3 separate regions of the Sus scrofa genome follow, and regions 1 and 2 are each linked to region 3. A link is a contact called in public Hi-C data. All regions are on one chromosome and are shown on one strand. The core of a region is the stretch at or near the end of the contact, and the rest is flanking DNA. Distances in the headings are between cores, read along the strand shown. Region 1 overlaps LOC102164585 (solute carrier family 22 member 9-like). Region 2 overlaps SLC3A2 (4F2 cell-surface antigen heavy chain). Region 3 has its middle 20 kb from the start of SLC22A8.

Region 1 (2,935 bases), core at 241-2,740, 240 kb after region 3:
ACCAGTCCTTCTCAAACTATTCAAGAAAAATTGAAGCGGGGGAACATTCCCAAAACTGATTCTATGAGGCCATTACCCTCATAGAATACCAAACCAAACAAAGATGCTACAAAGCAAAAGAAAAGAAAATTACAGGCCAATATTTTTGATGAATGATAAATGCAAAAGTCATCAACAAAATAGTAGCCAATCAAATCCGACAATACAGAAAAAGGGATCATACACTGTGATCACACTAGATTTATTCTAGTGAATCTTGTTATCTATTCACAAGGACAATGCACTATATGCAAATCAGTCAATGTGATACACCACATTTTTAAAAAAAGACGAAAATGACGTGATCACCTTGATAGATCTACAAGAAGCTTTTGACAAAATTCAACATCTATTCAAGATAAGAACTCTCGTCAAAGTGAGTATAGAGGGAATATATACGGACATACTAAACGCCATTTGTGACAAACCACAGCCAACATAATACTCGACTGTGAAAATCTGAAAGCCTTCCCACTAAATTCAGGAACACGACAAGGAAGTCCACTCTCACCACTTCTACTCAACGTAGTTTTGGAAGTCCTAGTGACATGAATTAGACAAGAAAAAGAAAGAAAAGCCATCAAAATTGGAAGAAAAAATATGTGCACCAGACAGCAGCATATTTAAATAACATTAAGCAAATACTAACAGGTATGAAGGAAGAAATAGTTAACAGTACAATAGTAGTAACGGGCTTCAATACCACATTCCGACCATGGATAGATCAGTAAGACAGAAAATCAATAAGGAAATGTTGGACTTGAACTATATTTCAGACTAAATGGGCCTCATAGATACATACAGAACTTTCCATCCCAACAACGGTGCACACGGATCATATGTAAGGTCTTGGAAAACTTAAGAATATTGAAATAGGTCTTGGAAAACTTAAGGATATTGAAATCACAACAAGCATCTTTTCTGACCACAGTGGTATGAAACTAGAAATCAATAACAGAAGAAACACTTCAATTTAGCCTTAGCCTGCAGGGTCCTAGCAAGAGCCACTGTTTTCTAGACACTAATGTAGACTTCTTACTATCCTAAGTGCCTCTGTTAGCACAAAGAATGTTTGTGATGTATGAAAATTTACAGTATTCCATCCTGCCTTATTTGGTTTCCGTTGGTGTCAAAGATCCACTGGTAACAGAGCGGAGAAGAGACTTTGTTTCACTTGGGTTACAGACGGGAAGGTCGCTTTCAGAGATCTGTCCTTAATTATCTGTTGATTCATCAAGGTTTCAAGTGCAAAGTTTCACTTGCCAAAAACATTCCCTGAATTTCAAAATGGGCCCCTTTCTTTCACACATGTTTTCAATTGGTTGTTATTGTTCCTATCTTCTAACCTGTACCTATTTCTCAGGTTTGGGAGAAAGTTAATACTCAGCTGGTGTTTGCTCCAGCTTGCCCTTGCTGACACCTGTGCCGTCATCGCTCCCAACTTCCCCATTTACTGCTTACTACGTTTCTTGGCTGGGCTTCCTGCTGCAACCATCTTAGTCAATAGCAATATGCTCAGTAAGTCAACACTTTCGATCGTCTACGTTTTGACTTGACTTTGACATTGACAGTCCACCTTTGTTTGAGGTCAAAATCCTGTTTGTATTTCCTTTCAGTTATAGAATGGATGGTGCCCCAATTCCAAGCCATGGGAGTAGCACTGGTAACCTCTGCCGCTGGTGTTGGACAGATACTCTTAGGTGGTTTAGCTTTTGCCTTTCAAGACTGGTGCACCTTCCAGCTGGTGATTTCTGTGCCATTATTTGTCAGCTTTCTGTCTTCAAGGTATAAGCTCCCTCCGAGTCTTAGAGGATCTTAGAATGAAAAACCCACGAACTCTCTTCAGTCCTTGTTCAACCCTTGAGCCTGTGCTCTGCTAATCTGTGCAGTTCAACAGGCCAAACAGACAGGATTGCCAGATAATGTCGTGGACAGGAAATTAGGTTTGAATTTCAAATAGGCACAAATATTTTGGGTAACAATGTGCCAGATGTTACACGGCACATAGTTACAATGAAAATTATTCACAGTTCTTATGACATATCCACTTGTCTTAGAGTTCTGTATTTTTATGTGCTAACTGGATACAATTCAAGATATCCCATCAAATGCAAATTTCAGATCAATAATAAGTAATAGCTTAGTATAAGCATGTCCAAAATACTGTAGGAAGTTATTCATGGTTTGCTTGAATAAAATTAGAACTAGCCATGATATGTTTTTATTTGCCACAATTGGCACCTGCCCTGAATAAGAGGAAGCCGATAAGCTCCAAGTCTGAGTCTGCGATGGTGAAGGGCTACTGCATGAAAGGGTCGTCCTGGCGTTTTCCTAATTATGGTACAAGAGGAATCGATTTATATTTTCTGGCCTAATGCAGCAGTGGTGGGGATGAGATGGGAAGGGAAAGGCATCTGCAGGGAAGGAAAAATTTCCTTCCACCCTCCTGGGTTCTGTGGATGGCCCCAGACATGGGGCAGATGAACAGGAGAAATGCGTACAAATGTAGTTAACATTTTCACATGCCTTCAGAAGAAGGAAAATAAAAAACCAAAGAAGCCATTAGGTCCAAAAGCTTGTATACCTGTTCACACACACACACACAATCAATTGGTATGTGACAAGACAAAGGGGCTTGGGCTAGCAGTGTCATTTGTGGGACAGTGACTAGAAAGTATATGGGAAACTAAGGGAAAACAAGAGTTGTTTTAGCAAATTTGAACAAGCCTATGTTGGCGTCACTTCCCAGTCTCTGGTGGTAAGAATGTTCTTTCCTTCATGACACAGAAGGGGCATCTTTCTCAGGAGAAACTTTACCACCTACTTGTAGGAAGGAAGGAGAGGTCAGAGAACCCTCTTCGTGCATCTTCTGTTTCCCAAGTACCTTCGGTTCCAA
Region 2 (3,052 bases), core at 185-2,684, 150 kb before region 3:
ATGAACCCGACTAGGACCCATGAGGATGTGGGTTTGCTCCCTGGCCTCGCTCAGTGGGTTAAGGATCTGGCGTGGCCGTGAGCTGTGGTGTAGCTCGCAGACATGACTTGGATCCCGAGTTGTTGTGGCTGTGTTGTAGGCCGGCAGCTGCAGCTCTGATTTGACATTTACTGAGAGTGCAGCCCTAAAAAGCAAAAAAAAAAAAAAAAAAAAAAAAAGAGTCTACAGCAGCTCCGGTTGTTGTCAAGGCTTGGGTTCGATCCCCAGCCCGATGCAGTGGGTTAAAATGATCCAGCATCACCACAGCTGCATGTGGCTTGGATTCAGTTCCTGGCCCGGGAACTGCCATAGGCTGTGGGTGCAATGATAAAAAAAAAAAAAAAAAAAAAGAAAGATCGCCTGTGCACAAGGGAGAATGCAGAGCAAAAAAAGAGCCAGCTCCCTGAGTAGAAGGGACATGTAACAAAAGGGAGGGGTTGTCTTATCATCACTGATGATTTCCAGAAGTCATGAAGGTTCTCTGCTCAGCAGCAGGTGGCTCTACTATCAGGAACGGGGAGGGCTCCTGTGAGGGGAAAGAAAGACATGATCATTGTCCACAAGAAAGCACAGGAACAGATAAAGTTAAAATTTACACTTGACTTCTTGCGGCAACTAGGTGTACTCCTTAGTATAACAAAGATTAAAATAATCTTTTAGTCCAGTGGGCCTGGTTTTTTGTCCCTGGGACTCTGGCCTCCAAGGCCTTTGTTCTTTAGCTTGCAAGGCCCGTTTTGCCCAAGGCCATTCCTTTGTCCTTTTCCAAAAGGGATGAGCTCGTCTCCCTGTCTCACTTCCAGCAGAGCCAGCCCAGCCCAGTTTCCTTTTTCAGCTTCTGTAGCAGCCTTCTCCTCTCCTCCTCACTCTACTTGACCCCATTCTGGCTTATCCTCCCTGAGGTCAGAAATCTTGTCTGAATAATTAATTAATCATTTATTACTTTATCCCCATCATGTATAACAAGAGGTGTCACTATAATTCATTGATTATCCTCTCTATGCTGTGAAGTACGCTCCTGAAGAGGTTCATTAAAGAAATACTTTTTTTTTTTGTTTTGTCTTTTCAGTGCTGCATCGGCAGCATGTGGAGGCTTGAGGTTCCCAGGCTAGGGGGTCACACTGGAGCTGCAACTGCAGCTGCCTATGCCACAGTAACAGCAATGCTGCATCTGAGTCGAGTCTGACCGACACCACGGCTCATGGCAATGCGGGGATCCTTAACCCGCTGAGCGAGGCCAGGGATAGAACCCACAACCTCATGGATACCAGTCGGGTTCCTTGGCTGCTGAGCCACGCGGGAAATACTTTTGAGCTATAAACAGCGTCCTCTAGCGGAAATCTTTTCTCAGAGGGAAGCTGCTCAGGGAGTACCTCTGCCCCCTCCTGGTAGCAAGAGGCACTGCCTCCATTAGTAGAGAAGTAGGGATATGCAAATTGGCCAGGCTTTGTTCACCTCTAGGGCAAAAATCCAGTCTGAGAACAGGATTCCCTTGTTTTCTGAACTGTGGAGAAATGTGCCAGTGGGAAGCTGTCCCAGAGAAGGACTGACCTCAGAGAGACATCGGGGGAGTGATGGCTTGGAGTGAGAGCTTAATGTTTTGCTCAGAAATTGAACCCGGACCGCCTGGGTGAAAACCGGGAATCCTGGCCACTAGACCAGCTAGCTGGAGGCTAAGAGCAGGATTGCCCTGATTCTTGTCCCCTATTGAAAGCAAGAATGTTTTAAGGAGGAAAATACTGTAAAAACAGGTATAAAGTTTATTGTTGGAAAGAGTACAGCATGTGGGAGGGCCCACGGAGAAGCAGTCTGTTCATCCAAGGCAGAAGCAAAGCAGTGACACACACCCAAAGGAGTGAGGGTGTGGGTGTCCCCCTCAAAGAGGACGGCACTGGCTAAGTGATTTAAACCACTTACACAGGATGGGTCTTCCAGGTCCTTTGTTTTCCTTTGGCCAGTTACCTTGTTTTATTTCTCACAAGTGACTGGACCCGGGGCCGTCTCCGATATGCATCCACATCTTTTGGCCAAGATGGATTCCAGAACAGAGGGTTCTGGGAGAGTTTCAGGACTTATTATGGCCTGGCGCCCCCTCCGTTTATGACCCCAGGAGTCTTTCTGCGCAGGTGTAACTGGGGAGGTCTCTTTGACCCCAGGGTGAGTGATGTGGTCATCTTACCTTTTTACTCCAGCAGAGCTCAGCTCCTGCCATTAACTTTCTCCTTGGGGAGTTCCTGTCATGGCACAGTGGTTACGAACCTGACTAGGAACCATGAGGTTTCAGGTTCGATCCCTGGCCTTGCTCAGTGGGTTAAGGATCCGGCGTTGCCGTGAGCTGTGGTGTAGGTTGCAGACTGGCTCGGATCCTGCGTTGCTGTGGCTGTGGCATAGGCTGGCGGCTACAGCTCCAACTAGACTCCTAACCTGGGAACCTCCATGTGCCTTGGGAGCAGCCCTAGAAAAGGCAAAAAGACAAACAAAACAAAACAAAACTTTCTCCTTGGAGGTGTCAAAGAGAAGCCAGCCCCAATGGACTCAGCCTAAGTCCCAGCTGTTCTCAGCCCAGGGGGGGCCCATGGACCTCCTACCTCAGGGTGAGACTGATTTTGGGGAGAGCCAAGGATGTGGAATTTGAAAAGGAACAGCTTTAAGGCTGCTTTTGTGGCCTCGAGTGAAAGTTTGGGAAGCAAGCCCTAATGGGAATAGGTTGTTTCTTTGGGTTTTGGCTCAAGACCAAGATCAGTATGAAAGTTCCCGTGTGATGCAACCTGTTAAGGATCCAGCATTGTCACTGCAGCTGCTTAGGTCACTGCTGTGGCCCAGGTTTGATCCCTGGCCTGGGAATTTCCACATGCCTCGGGTGCCAAAAAAAAAAAAAAATTACCTTTTTTTCCTCTTTTTAGGGCTGCACTTTCAGCATGTGGAAATTCCCGAGCTGGGGGTCAAACTGGAACTGCAACTGCTGACCTATGCCAGAGTCACAGCAACGCCAGATCTAGGCTGCATCTGTGACCTA
Region 3 (3,207 bases), core at 578-3,077:
ATTTGAAGTTTCTGCTTGTGTCATGATTGTGTAACATCTTGACCAGAGCCAAGGGGTAGAGCAATAGACTTTGTTGCATTTTTTTTTTTCCTTTTTAGGGCTGCACCTGAGGGGCATATGGAGGTTCCCAGGCTACAGGTTGAATTGGAGCTGCAGCTGCAGGCCTACACCACAGCCACGGAAATGCCAGATTTGAGCCACATCTGTGACCTACACTGCAGCTTGCAGGAAAGCTGGCTCCTTAACCCACCAAGTGAAGCCAGGGATCAAACCTACATCCTTGTGGACAGTAGTCAGGTTCTTAACCCACCGAGCCATAAGGGGAACTCCCTTTTTTTTTAAATTTTATTTTTTAAATTATAGTTAATTTACAATGTTGTGCCAATTTCTGCTGTACAGCAAAGTGACCCAGTAATACATATATATACATATATTCTTTTTTCATGTCATCTCCTATCATGTTCTATTCCAAGAGTTTGAACATAGTTCCCTGTGCTGTACAGTAGGATCTCATTCATTCTAAACATAGTAGTTTGGAGTTCCCGTCGTGGCTCAGTGGTTAGTGAACCCAACTGGCATCCACGAGGAGGACACGGGTTTGATCTCTGGCGCTTCTCAGTGGGTTAACGATCTGGGGTTGCCGTGAACTGCGGTGGAGGTCACAGACCTGGTTCAGATATGGCGTGGCTGTGGCTGTGGCATAGGCTGGCAGCTACAGCTCCCTCTAGCCTGGGAACCTCCATGTGCCACGGGCGAGGCCCTAAAAAGACAAAATTAAAAAAAAAAAAGAATCATCTCCATATTAGGTGGAAGCCATCCAGCTTAGTCATCTAGACAGTTCCTTAAACTGGGAGTAAGAAAACAAGAGGCTATATTGGGAATGATCGGACCCCTGGCCTGAAATGAGAACGATATAGACATTCTGGATTTGTATCCATTTTCTCACCTCCTCCTTCCCTATCTAATCCCCTGGCAAGTGCTGTTGGCTTCACCTCCACAGTGTAGCCCAACTTTCTATTTCTCTCATCCTTTACTGTATCCTGCCTAATCCAGGTCCCCTTCCCCTCTCATCTGGACCTCTGTGACAATTTTCCAACCGGTCTTCCTGCTTCCATTCTTGTCGTCTACAATCCATTTTTCACCCAGAAGCCAGAGTGGTGTTTTAGAAACTTGAAACCAAGGACCCCCCCGCCTTAGAACCCCCCCTAAGCTTCCCCTGCTGTTCAAAGTCCTACATGATCTGGCCTCTGTTTATCTTCACCTGGCACCACTTGTATTTATTAATTAACTAAAAAATTTTTGCTGGCATATGGTTGACTTACAACGTTGTATTAGTGCCAGGGGTACAGCAGTATTAATTTATTTCTTACTTGTGCTCATTTTCTCCTTCCCCACCCCCCTTTCCTCCTTCTTCCGTTGGGACGCAAATCTCTGAGAGCAAAGATCTTGTTTGTCCTGATCAGGAGAGACAGAACCCTGCCCCGCACTCTGTGGGTATTCGATCAATATGTTTACAAGGCAGCTGATGTAACCAGAAATTTAGGTGAGCAACTGGTTATTCCGTCGACTCGACGGATATCAACTTTCAGTTCTTACGAAAGAGGTGGTCAGAGTCCTGAGCTAGGCGGTAGAGGGAACGATCAGGATTCCTCCTCTTCTAGGTACTCCAGACACCCCTTTTCCGCATCCGGATCCCCCTTTCCGCATCCTGATGTTCTTCCACACGGTAGCTGGTGCCCTGGTGGCCGTTTTCACACCTCTCCTTCCGCCCAATCAGTGGAGACTCAATGATTATGTTAAGTACCAGATCTTCCACTAGAGGGCAGTAGAGCACAGTGTTAAGCGTTTGAGATCTGAAGGCAGTTCTCAGTTTGTGCCTCTTCTGTTCCAGGCGAGTAGAACGCAGACGCGAGAAACGAATCATTCCCGTCCCTCAGTGCTAAGCCTACTTTTTGTTTATACACGGGCGTAGTTGTCCATGCTGGGGGAAAACTAATCAGACATAAAGAAGCACAGAGGTGCTAACAGAGAAATATTTTATAGGCTATGTATTTTATCTATTATACCCAATTGTCACACAAACGTGGAACGTGGGCTTCAAAGGGTAAACGTAAAGCCAGCGTGATGCACATCATGAGTACTTATACTCCGTGACAATGTCACTAGGCAGTTTTTTCCATCCTGAACATTGCAGTCAGAAATACGGTTAGGAGGAGTACCTGTCGTGGCTCAGTGGTTAACGAATCCGACTAGGAACCATGAGGTTGCAGGTTCGATCCCTGGCCTTGCTCAGTGGGTTAAGGATCCAGGGTTGCCGTGAGCTGTGGTGTGGGTCGCAGACTCGGCTCGGATCCCGAGTTGCCGTGACCCTGTTGTAGGCTGGTGGCTACAGCTCCGATTAGACTCCTAGCCTGGGAACTTCCATAGGCGGTGGAATCGGCTCAAGAAAAGGCAAAAACCAAAACAAACAAACACACAAACCAAAAAACGATTAGGAGCAAAACAATAACTTTCCATTAGAACTCTTTAAATGTCCTACCAGTTTTTCCTCTTTGAGATGCCTCCGGGGCCCTGTGGAAAGCTTGAAATTAGCTAGAGCTAGAAACTTACCATTTGCTATCAAATGCAGGTCCCTCTTCCAGAAAAGGTTGTTCTCAACACAGAGAGAAAACTAAATCCCAGTCTTGTATTGGCTTAATATTAATAATAAAATTCAGAGTTCCTATCGTGGTGCAGCAGAAATGAATCCGACTAGTATCTGTGAGGATGTGCAATCCCTGGGCTTGCTCAGTGGGTGGGGGATCCAGTGTTGCTTTGAGCTGTGGTGTAGGTCGCAGACACGGCTCGGATCCTGCGTTCCTGTGGCTGTGGTGTAGGCTGGCAGTTGTAACTCCAATTCGACCCCTAGCCTGGGAACTTCTATATGCTGCGGGTGCAGCCCTAGAAAAAGAAAACATTTGTTTACCCAATTTAATCCAATCTAATCTTCATCAGTCTTTTTTTTTTTTTGGTCTTTTTTTTGTCTTTGTTGTTGTTGTTGTTGTTGTTGCTATTTCTTGGGCCGCTCCCGCGGCATATGGAGGTTCCCAGGCTAGGGGTTGAATCGAAGCTGTAGCCACCGGCCTACGCCAGAGCCACAGCAACGCGGGATCCGAGCCGAGTCTGCAACCTACACCACAGCTCACGGCAACGCTGGATCGTTAACCC

The links. Hi-C and Micro-C count contacts between places; a contact is called where the count stands out from the background.
Region 1: a contact with region 3 is called in a Hi-C map of liver, with 4 times the contacts expected there. The contact joins two enhancer-like sites. A contact is called at or near these places in 4 of 47 Hi-C or Micro-C datasets (fetal skeletal muscle, liver, mesenchymal stem cells and 1 more).
Region 2: a contact with region 3 is called in a Hi-C map of liver, with 4 times the contacts expected there. The contact joins two enhancer-like sites. A contact is called at or near these places in 2 of 47 Hi-C or Micro-C datasets (fibroblasts and liver).

Annotation. Positions count from the first base shown.
Region 1 is chr2:8,525,251-8,528,185 of Sscrofa11.1, reverse strand. It overlaps LOC102164585 (solute carrier family 22 member 9-like), which reads left to right. Exons shown (of 10, transcript XM_021082905.1): 3 at 1,403-1,557; 4 at 1,656-1,824. Among named protein-coding and RNA genes, the nearest start is that of HRASLS5, 52 kb to the right of the region's middle. Within about 2 kb of position 1,490, at least 2 of the 83 cell types and tissues checked have an H3K27ac peak or open chromatin away from gene starts, as enhancers often do. A contact at or near this core is called in liver, where this site is marked.
Region 2 is chr2:8,908,308-8,911,359 of Sscrofa11.1, reverse strand. The region is part of intron 1 of SLC3A2 (4F2 cell-surface antigen heavy chain); the gene reads left to right. Among named protein-coding and RNA genes, the nearest start is that of SLC3A2, 9.2 kb to the left of the region's middle. Within about 2 kb of position 1,434, at least 23 of the 83 cell types and tissues checked have an H3K27ac peak or open chromatin away from gene starts, as enhancers often do. A contact at or near this core is called in liver, where this site is marked.
Region 3 is chr2:8,760,706-8,763,912 of Sscrofa11.1, reverse strand. No RefSeq gene overlaps it. Among named protein-coding and RNA genes, the nearest start is that of SLC22A8, 20 kb to the left of the region's middle. Within about 2 kb of position 1,827, at least 3 of the 83 cell types and tissues checked have an H3K27ac peak or open chromatin away from gene starts, as enhancers often do. A contact at or near this core is called in liver, where this site is marked.